Regions from separate parts of the Mus musculus genome. Here region 2 is linked to region 1. Evidence: chromatin contacts called from public Hi-C data. All regions are on one chromosome and are shown on one strand. Each heading gives the region's core, a stretch centred on a gene start, on an enhancer-like site or on the middle of the called end of the contact. The rest is flanking DNA. Distances are from core to core; before and after follow the strand shown.

Evidence for each region. Hi-C and Micro-C count contacts between places; a contact is called where the count stands out from the background.
Region 2: a contact with region 1 is called in a Hi-C map of pancreatic cancer cells, with 2.1 times the contacts expected there. The contact joins two enhancer-like sites. A contact is called at or near these places in 3 of 484 Hi-C or Micro-C datasets (cerebral cortex, nephron progenitors and pancreatic cancer cells), 2 of 115 datasets of contacts at active chromatin or transcription factors (embryonic stem cells and epiblast stem cells) and 1 of 9 other capture datasets (embryonic stem cells).

Annotation. Positions count from the first base shown.
Region 1 is chr2:92,676,318-92,680,742 of GRCm38.p6, forward strand. No RefSeq gene overlaps it. Among named protein-coding and RNA genes, the nearest start is that of Gm13816, 64 kb to the right of the region's middle. Within about 2 kb of position 2,169, at least 35 of the 459 cell types and tissues checked have an H3K27ac peak or open chromatin away from gene starts, as enhancers often do. A contact at or near this core is called in pancreatic cancer cells, where this site is marked.
Region 2 is chr2:92,770,370-92,774,794 of GRCm38.p6, forward strand. No RefSeq gene overlaps it. Among named protein-coding and RNA genes, the nearest start is that of Gm39880, 6.8 kb to the right of the region's middle. Within about 2 kb of position 2,437, at least 50 of the 459 cell types and tissues checked have an H3K27ac peak or open chromatin away from gene starts, as enhancers often do. A contact at or near this core is called in pancreatic cancer cells, where this site is marked.

The sequences.
Region 1 (4,425 bases), core at 919-3,418:
CATGCCCCAGGTCTGAGATCACTCTTTCATTTTCCTTCTTCTTCTTCTTCTTCTTCTTCTTCTTCTTCTTCTTCTCCTTCTTCTTCTTCTTCTTCTTCTTCTTCTTCTTCTTCTTCTTCTTCTTCTTCTTCTTCTTCTTCTTCTTCTTCTGTTCTTAATATTTGTTTTAAATTAAACTTTTTTTTCACTTATTCACTTTATATCCTGTTCACTGCCCCCTCCCAGTCACCCCCTCCCACAATTCTTCTCCCATTCCTCCTTTGTTGGCTTTAGGGAAAGGAGGTAAGGTTCTTGCTCCTTATTGGTGCAGAAGGACTCAGTGAACCCCTGGGGCTGGGGCTAAGCCCACAAATAGGACTCCTGTCTCAAAGGAACCACAGCTGGAGCCTAAGGTCTCCTGTCTGGCTGCTAATGTAGGGAAAGGCCAATAATAGGTTAATGGGATCAGCAGCCCCATTAATCTTGTCATGAACAACCCCATGAGTCTTCATGTCTTCTCCCTTGCCTGAAAGACACTTTGTATCCTCAAAAAAAAGTGACTGGGTAGAAAGATCCCATGTCCTATAAAAGTGATTTAGTGGCAGTGCCTGGGGAAGACAAACTGCAGGGCACAAGGCAGCAGGGGTGTGGGGGTGTAGGGGGGAGCTGAGTTAGGAAGCCTGGGCAAAAGTCCCTGTGGGGCCTCCTGCAGAAGCAAAGATGGGAAAGGTCAGAGCAGGGAGAGAAACGGACTCTAGACCTGGTCCAGCACAGACGCCTATACATCCATATCAACAGGCTGTTTGGTGAGGTGAGAACTGGGCTAGCCTGGTGAATTTGAGGAGAAGGTAGAGATGGGAGACTGCTGCAGAAAGAGCCAAGGATGGGACCAAGAAGCCTTGGGTGCTGGTCTCCTTGCTGGCTATAGCCCTGTGGCTATGCATGGGTAGCTCAACTTCCTCACCAATAGCGGTCTTGGAAACAGTGTCAGCTGGAGGCCATGCTCAGGGTAATGACGCGGTGTGACCTGGGGAGGCACTGAGCTGGGGGGTGCTCTCAGGAAGGGACATGAGAAGGAGTTGACTGGCACTCTTTTTGAGTTGAAACTGCCTTCCCTCTGCCTGTACCTTATGTCTGCCCAGGAACACTGTAGTCCTTTTGACTGTGAGCAAGCAAGTGATGGGCAGATCCTGGTCCAGATGAGACCGAGGCTCAGAGAAGTGAAGGTCAACTGCGAATCTCCTGACAGATGGCAAGAAGTTAGGCTGTTGTTCAGTGGGGAAAGGCCTGGGAATGTGAGCCAAGCAGCCTGAGCAGAAGCTGGGATCCATAGGGACATCATCTGGGAGCCATCCTAAGGATAGAAGGAGGATGCCCTAGCATCCTGGGACCAGCCAATGAGGTAAGGACAGAGTTGGTTCATCTCCTGGGCTGCAAGTACAAACCACATTGAAATCTAGAATCTTCTATGCCTGTCATGGTTACCCAGAAGCAGGATCTGTTGATCCTCTTTGAGCCTAAGACCCTCAGGGGTCCACAAAAGCTCGAGGTTACTTGCCAATTAGAGAAAAGGTCAGGGCTCAATCCATCTCGAGAGTGGATTGAGTCAGAATCTACATTCTGTTTTATTTTTGTTTTTGAGTGAGTCTTATGCTATCCACTCTTGTCCCCAACTGAAGTCACAAGTTCTCAGGATCTCTGGGACTTCTAGTCCATACCTAGATTTCAGGAAGTTTCTCTAGAGGGAAGATGGGGAGCTCTAAATGGTGTTGTTTCATCCAGTGTATGCAGGGCAGAACTCTTCCCCATGGCTGGGAACACCACAGTGGGTTGGTTGCTAAGCCTTAAGTTCCTGAGGATTCGAGGGTGGTAATCAGAACCTTCTAGATCACTAGACAAGAGCACTGTTTTCTCTGGCCTATCTGGCCAGGGGAAGTTTGCTTGTCAGTCATTCCTGGTTCTAGGATCTTGAGGGGTAAGGACTGTGGTGGGGTTGTCCTACTTGCTTAATTTCCTTGTATGTCTGGTCCATTGCCATTTCTAATTTGGGCACCCTCGTCAGCTCAAGCCAATGAGAGGAAGACGAGATGCCTTAGGCAGCAAGTGACTGACATCCAGAGGCATAAACAAGAACTGGGTTGTGCCAGAGATAAGACATTCCAAAGCAGTTACTTAATTCTGTGACTCAAGCATCCCTCAAGCACATGGCTCTTTCTCTTTTCTCTATCTGACGTCATGGATAGTCACAAAGTGATCACCGCTGTTCCAAAATGTCACAGCCTAGTTGTTTGCTAGTTTTACAAGTGAGAAACCTCTCTGACCTCTCCTAGATGCTGCCCTTACCACTCCAGGGCTCTGCCCTTGTCTTGCTGTTCAGGGCACCCCAGGCCTTTCCCACCCCAGCTGTAGTCCGTTGAATTCCTTTGATTGGTTTGGCCAACTGTGACTCATTCCCCAGGGTGGGAGGAGCTCAGCCATCCTTGCCCTTCTGTCATGAGGAAGATTCCACCCTTCTCAGCTTTCTCTGTCCATCCCTTCTCCACCCTGGGCTTCAATTTTCAGAAACATTTTCTCTCCTTGCCACCTAAGCACCTCCCTACTAGTAAGCCAAGGACAGGTGAGGGTCAGGGTTTGGAGTACAAAGGGCCCAATGTAGGTCAGATCTTAGGTAACTTACACTTCATGTTGGCCTGCCCTAAATCCCTGGAGGCTGATTTCAGAGCATCCTGTCTCCAGCCATGAATGGGATCCACCCAAAAGCTATCTGAGAGGTGTTTTTGTTCTCCAACCCTTGAAGAAGTGATGCTGGTGCTGGCCCCATCCAGAGATAGCAGAAAGCCAGGGCTGGGCAGTGTCAAGAACTCAGGGAGTCTCCATTTAGTAGAGCTCCCCAGACCACAGCTTTCTGGGCTGGATAAGACCTGGCAGGGCTGCTAGGCATCGAGCAGGAGAGAGTAGATAAGAAGAGCTTTGGGTGAGTGGGCAGCCAGCTGCTGCTTCTCCTGAATTCTCAGAAAGGCCAGTGACTCCTGGGTGCCTGTAGCCCTGGTGTCTGTTAGGGAATTCAGGATACAGCCCATACTAAGGGGCCTTGTAAAACTAGAGATGGCGGGATGGTGCTTGTCAGGGGGGATGACTAGGGGATCCCAGCAGTAAAGACAGAATCAAAAACTGCCTTGGTTCAAACAGAAATTGTGAGGTTTGCTCAGCCTAAGCCAGCTGCAAGCCTTGCAAACAGCAGGTGCTTCAGTATAGCATCAGGGACTATGGCTGAATGACTACGAGGAGTGGCCTGAGGACCCATCTGACACAGACCCAGTGTATATTTTGCCTGAATCAGGGGCCCTGATCTGCCTACAGATCTTCCCAGGAATAAGTTTCAATTTCCAGCTACCTGTGGAGAGTGCACTGCATAGGGTTGTGGCTGAGAGCTTGAAAGCTAGCTCCCAGGATCACACAGCAAGTTTGAGGCCAGGAGTACATAGGAAGATGGTATTTCAAAGAAAATAGGATGCAACAAAACTCAGCAAAACAAACAAACCACAATAGTAAGTATAAGTACATTTTTATTATACTAGTCACCATTGATTGTCACCTTATTAACCACTCACTTTAGCATGAATTATTGATAGACTATTTCCAATAGATTAGTCCCAAGGACAGGCATGGGCATGGTGAGACAGAAGATTGAGGGTCATGTCTAGAAAGAAAGCACTGAGGACACTTAGCCCCCCCACCCCCTATATTCCCCACGTGTATACACACACACACACACACACACACACACACACACACACACACACACACTCACACTCACACCTGCTCTTTTGGAGAATCCATATTGGAAAGAGGATGAAGCACTGGACTAGGGGTCCTCCTTATCAGTCCTTCTAATCTTGAAGAAGATATGGCTTCCTGTTGTCTCCTGACAGCCTGCTGTGATGGTTGGCTTCAATGGTAATTTGAGGGGATATAGAATAACTGGAGTGTGGTAGGTATCTCAATGAGAGATTGTCTCCATCAGGTTGGCTTGTGAGAACGTCTGTCGGGGACTGTCCTACTTAAGTTAATTGATGTAGGAAGAAGGAAGATCAGCCCACTGTGGGCAGCACCATTCCCTAGGCAGAGAGGTCTTGAACTGTATAAGAGTGGAGAAATACAGGTGAGCACAAGTAAGTCAGCATTAATTTACCATTACTCTCTGCTCCCCTGTCAAAGCACAGGGAGAGGGGCTAAGTCTCTAACACACCCCTTGGCCTATCAGCCTGTGTATGGTCAGGGCCTTCAGATCAGAAGGGCTGGCTGGGGGCATATCACTGCTCTTTGGTGTCCCTGGCAGTCATGCCCCTGCTGCTTCTTCCTGGCCTTTAGTCCACTCTGCTCACACAGGCCAGAATCTTGTCTCCAAGAGTGGTTGGGGCTAAATTTAATGAAAATGAGTATCTT
Region 2 (4,425 bases), core at 1,187-3,686, 94 kb after region 1:
GCATAATGTGGTTAGTACACAAAGCAAAGTGAAAAATGAGGTGTGTGCAAAAAGACAAAGAGGATCATATAATGAATGGTGGAGGGCTTGGGTTCCAGAGAAGGTGAACCCATAAACATGTATGCACCTAATAACGTCACAGCTAAATACAAAGGGCAAAGAGTATCAGTGTGAAAGGAGAGTTGTAAACAAACAAACATACAAAGTTAAAGCCAGAGAGGTAAGTCTTGGTAAAGGCACTTGCTGCCAAGCCTGACAGCTGAGCTTGATCCCAGGACCCTCAGGGCTGGAGGAGAGAGTGGACTCCTGTAAGTGGTCCTCTGACTTCCATATGTCTGCCTGTGCATACACATACAAACAGTTTAAAAGCTTCAACACACACTTTTTAGAATTAGACATACCTAGAGGACTGCAAAAGCACAAAGACTGCTATCCACTGTGATGGTGGCTGCTGGTCACATGTCGTTCACTATCAAGCACTTGTCAGGAATTAAGTGAATTGAGATATGCTTTAAAAGGAGGCGATTGTGATGGTCAGCCTTGGGTGTCAATTTGACAGCATCTAGAAACAAGGCAGACAAGTCTCTGGGCAAACCTGTAATGGAGTTTCTTGATTAGGTTAATGGAAACAAGACAACCCACCTTAAATGTGTGCATCTTCTGGAGGTGGCCCAGATTCAGGAGGTTCAAGGGAAACACTTTTGCTTTGGTCTGTTTGCCTTGGGATCTTGATGACAAGTTCACCCTTTCCATCTTTGCAGCGGCCACCTTTTATCAACATCAGAACCCAGTTTCCTCAGCCCTTGTGGTCGATAGCCTTTAGATTCTGTAGCAAATCGCCTGAGATTATTAACGCATGAAGGTAAAAGGTTTGCTTTGACTCACAATTGTAGAAGCTTCTGTATATGATCAGCTGGCTTCATGGCTTTGAGCCTTAGGGTACATATCACAATACAAGAATATGTCAGCACAAAATTACTCAGCAGACCAGCCGGGAAGCAAAGAGACAAGGTCTACCATCCCTTTCCAGGCCATACTTGCAATGACCTAAATACCTCCTACTGGGACCTAGCCACTTCCCAGCAGTGCCATCCTAGAGACTAAGCCTTTGGGGGTCATTCAGGATCCAAGCCCAGTATTGAGTGGACATCTACACTGTTGATGAACCTTGGTTTTCCCAGGGAATGGTCTAAATTTTAGTGTGGAAGTCTCATCTCCTGGGGTAACCTCTTACCCTCAGCAGACCAGGATAGCTGGACCCATAGTGGTCCTTGAATCAGCTAATTGAGATCTGATCCTGCCGGAAGTATCATCAGGGCCATGCACATGTCTCAGGGTGCCACTCTGTCACCCAGAATCACCAAGAGGAGGTTTCCAAGTCAGAATCACTGCTTACCAGGAGATGCTTCTACCTTTTGGGTGGGGCATAATGAGCATGTCTCTTAGGAGCACAGAAACCTGTCTAGGGGGAGCATCTAGAGGAGCTAGACCAGTGTCTTCATGATCCTTTAACCAATGGTGTCCCTCCTTCACCTTAATAATCTAACCTGGCTATCAGAAGTGATTGGTGAAAGCAGATAGACAAATCAAGCAGAGTCCCACGTTCTGACTCTCCCCACCATTGCATCGGGAATTATAACGAGTGCTTTATTGATGTGCCCACCTCGTTCCTGATGCTTCCCAGTGTGGTCTGTCTGTTGAGTGACTCCATCTGGGACAAACTGGTGCTCCGGAGCCTGGTGATGGTGGTTAAGAGAGATCTAAGAGGCACTTCCCAGATCTGGGGGAGCCAGAATTTTCTGCTTGGGCTTACTAGGTGTGAGATACATATCCAGAATTCTTTCTGCTGTTGGCTGTGACAATGACATATAGGTCTGGAAAAGGATAGGCTTGTATAAGAGAAGCTGATTCTAAGAGGGCTGGTGGGTCAGGAGGCCTGCTCACAAACTCTCTGCCAAAGCAGGGCAGCATAAGAGGGGAGAAATGTTTTTCAGTGGCTAATCCATTCTGGCTACTGGCTCCTAGCTGATGAATTTCTGCCTGCATTTCTGGTGGTAACATTCTTTTCTTAAATGGGAGCCATCATGTAATTCAGAGTTCAGCCTGGCTACCCGCTAACACATCATGCAGAAGTCTCCTCCTGAAGTGTGATCCCATCCACAATCCTGCTTGTCTGTGGGAAGCCTGAAAACACAGCTAGCACACAATAGGGCCGCACAGATCATAACAACAGATCTTTTTCATAACACATAGCAGGCAGCTGTGGTGTCTCTGGGGCTCAGGTAGAGAAAGACTGCCCTTCCGGGCCGCCCTGGGTCACTGGTGGAAAGATTGTATTTGATCGCAGTTTAAGCATGAGTCACAGAGACAACAGAGAGAAACTAGCACTAGGCATTTGGTGTTTTCTGGCAACGAGGCTCCAATTTATCTTGGCAGCTGCTTCCACCATCAGGGATGGAAGGAGGAAAGACGGTGGCATGACAGAGAAGCAAATGTGTCAGCCAAGGAAGAGAGGCCATTGATTCCGGCTTCCAGAGGAGACCCCAGCTGTTCCTGGGATGGAAGCCCACTGGAACACTGGATGCTGGTCTAGCATTTGGATGCCCACAGCGTGGAAGATGATTCCAGAATCACAGGGCAGGGAAGCAACTTTGAGGTCAAACTTTTGCCCTCTAGCAATTGTCCCTGAAGTGTGTGTGTATGTGTGTGTGTGTGTGTGTGTGTGTGTGTGTGTGTGTGTGTGTGTGTGACTTCTATGTGACAGCCTTCCTAAAGCTTGGTGACTTACTAGAGTTGGTGTTAGTGTCTGATGTGAATGTGGGTGCCAGGGTGGGGGTATTTCCCTATGGCTGTTTCCAGTTAACCCTTTGACGAGAGCCAGGGTTCATGTCTATGCCCAGGGATTCTGGCGGCTTCCGTGACACTGGAAATCAACTCCACTCCTGGAAGGAAATGCTGGTCAATCCTAACACCAAGAGCATAGGGAAAGAGATAGATCGGTGGATCCTGATGATAAACAGCCCACCTCAGGAGCGCAGAACTTTCTAAGGACATTATTTCAATAGCACACTATTCTCCAGCCCCAACGTCTGCCATCTTTGGAGTAGCAGACCCTCCATATTTCAGCTTTCTTCTCTGAACACAAAGACCCTTTTCTTCCTCGGGGTCTTTGCTGAGAGATAGGATCCTTCCTGACAGTGTCCCATGTGAAGAGGAACAGAAAGTCTGTAGTGAGGCAGCCCTGAATGGCACCTATCTTCAGCATCTCCAGTTGTGTGAGCTTGAAAATTCTTTTAGGCCCTTTATATCCATTGTGGAAAAAGAAGCACGTGGCCTGCCCAGGCAGCTGTCTTTTGAGATGAAATGAGATATAACAGCGCAAGAGCCTGCTTAGAACCTCCTGGTCCAGGAAGGCCGGTGCTGAGTCTTAGTTCTGGTCCCCATCTCCTTTGGTTGTTCCCTCTTGCCTGTTTGGTGAACACCAGCTTGGTCTCTAATGCTCAACCTGTTATGGTCTTCCCTAGGTTGCTTCAGCCCACATTCAGAAGAAAACTGAGCAGCCTTTCACCTCCCCCTGCTCCCTGTCATGTCCTAGTTGAGCACGCTGACAACTGACTGACCTACTACACATCTGTGTGTCTAGAAAAGTGGAAGTTCTAGCACAGGGGGAGAGGGCTTTATTCACTCATTTATGTCAGTGCTCAGTGCTCAGTGCTCAGTGCTCAGTGCTCAGCACACTGCGTGGGGCCTGCATGTGCTTGGTGAATGACTGTGAGTGTATGAACACTTGCTGGGCTTTCCCAGAACCCAGGAGCCCTTCACTCTTTCAGCACCTCCCTTTTTTAATCCCTAGAGGTGACTGGCTTCTGCCCCTGTGCTATGGCATACAATAGCACACAGCGGCTGCCCTGAGTCTAATGTCCCAAGGCTGTCATGGTTCCACTGCATCCTAGATGCATGAGAACCCTGCAGGAAAGGTGTGCCTCCACCAGAGTCATCGGTCCTTACACATATAAAATGAAACTGGCAGGCAGGAAGCCTGACTCAGCCCCCTGGGCCTAGAGAAACACTCCCTGCAGCTGAGTCTTCTGGATGCAGAGTGGGCTTGAGTTCATATCCTCCCCTCTTCTCACTGGCTCTGAGAGCCTGGATCAGTCACCTGATCTTAGAACTCCCTCGAATTCCTTTAATGCTGTCCATAGCATTGTCATTTTAAATCATAGACGGCACGGAACAGACAGGAGATGTCTGGTTCTTCCCAGTCTCAGATCCATGACCCTGGCTCTGGCAGATGAATGGCTACTGGCAGATTATGGATAATGTAGCGGTGCTGATGGTCAAGCTATTCCTGGGTCCTTTGGGATTTTCCAGGAGTTTGGCAAGTGATTGGGTGCAAGTGCTAAGTGGTCAATGAGCAATGGATGC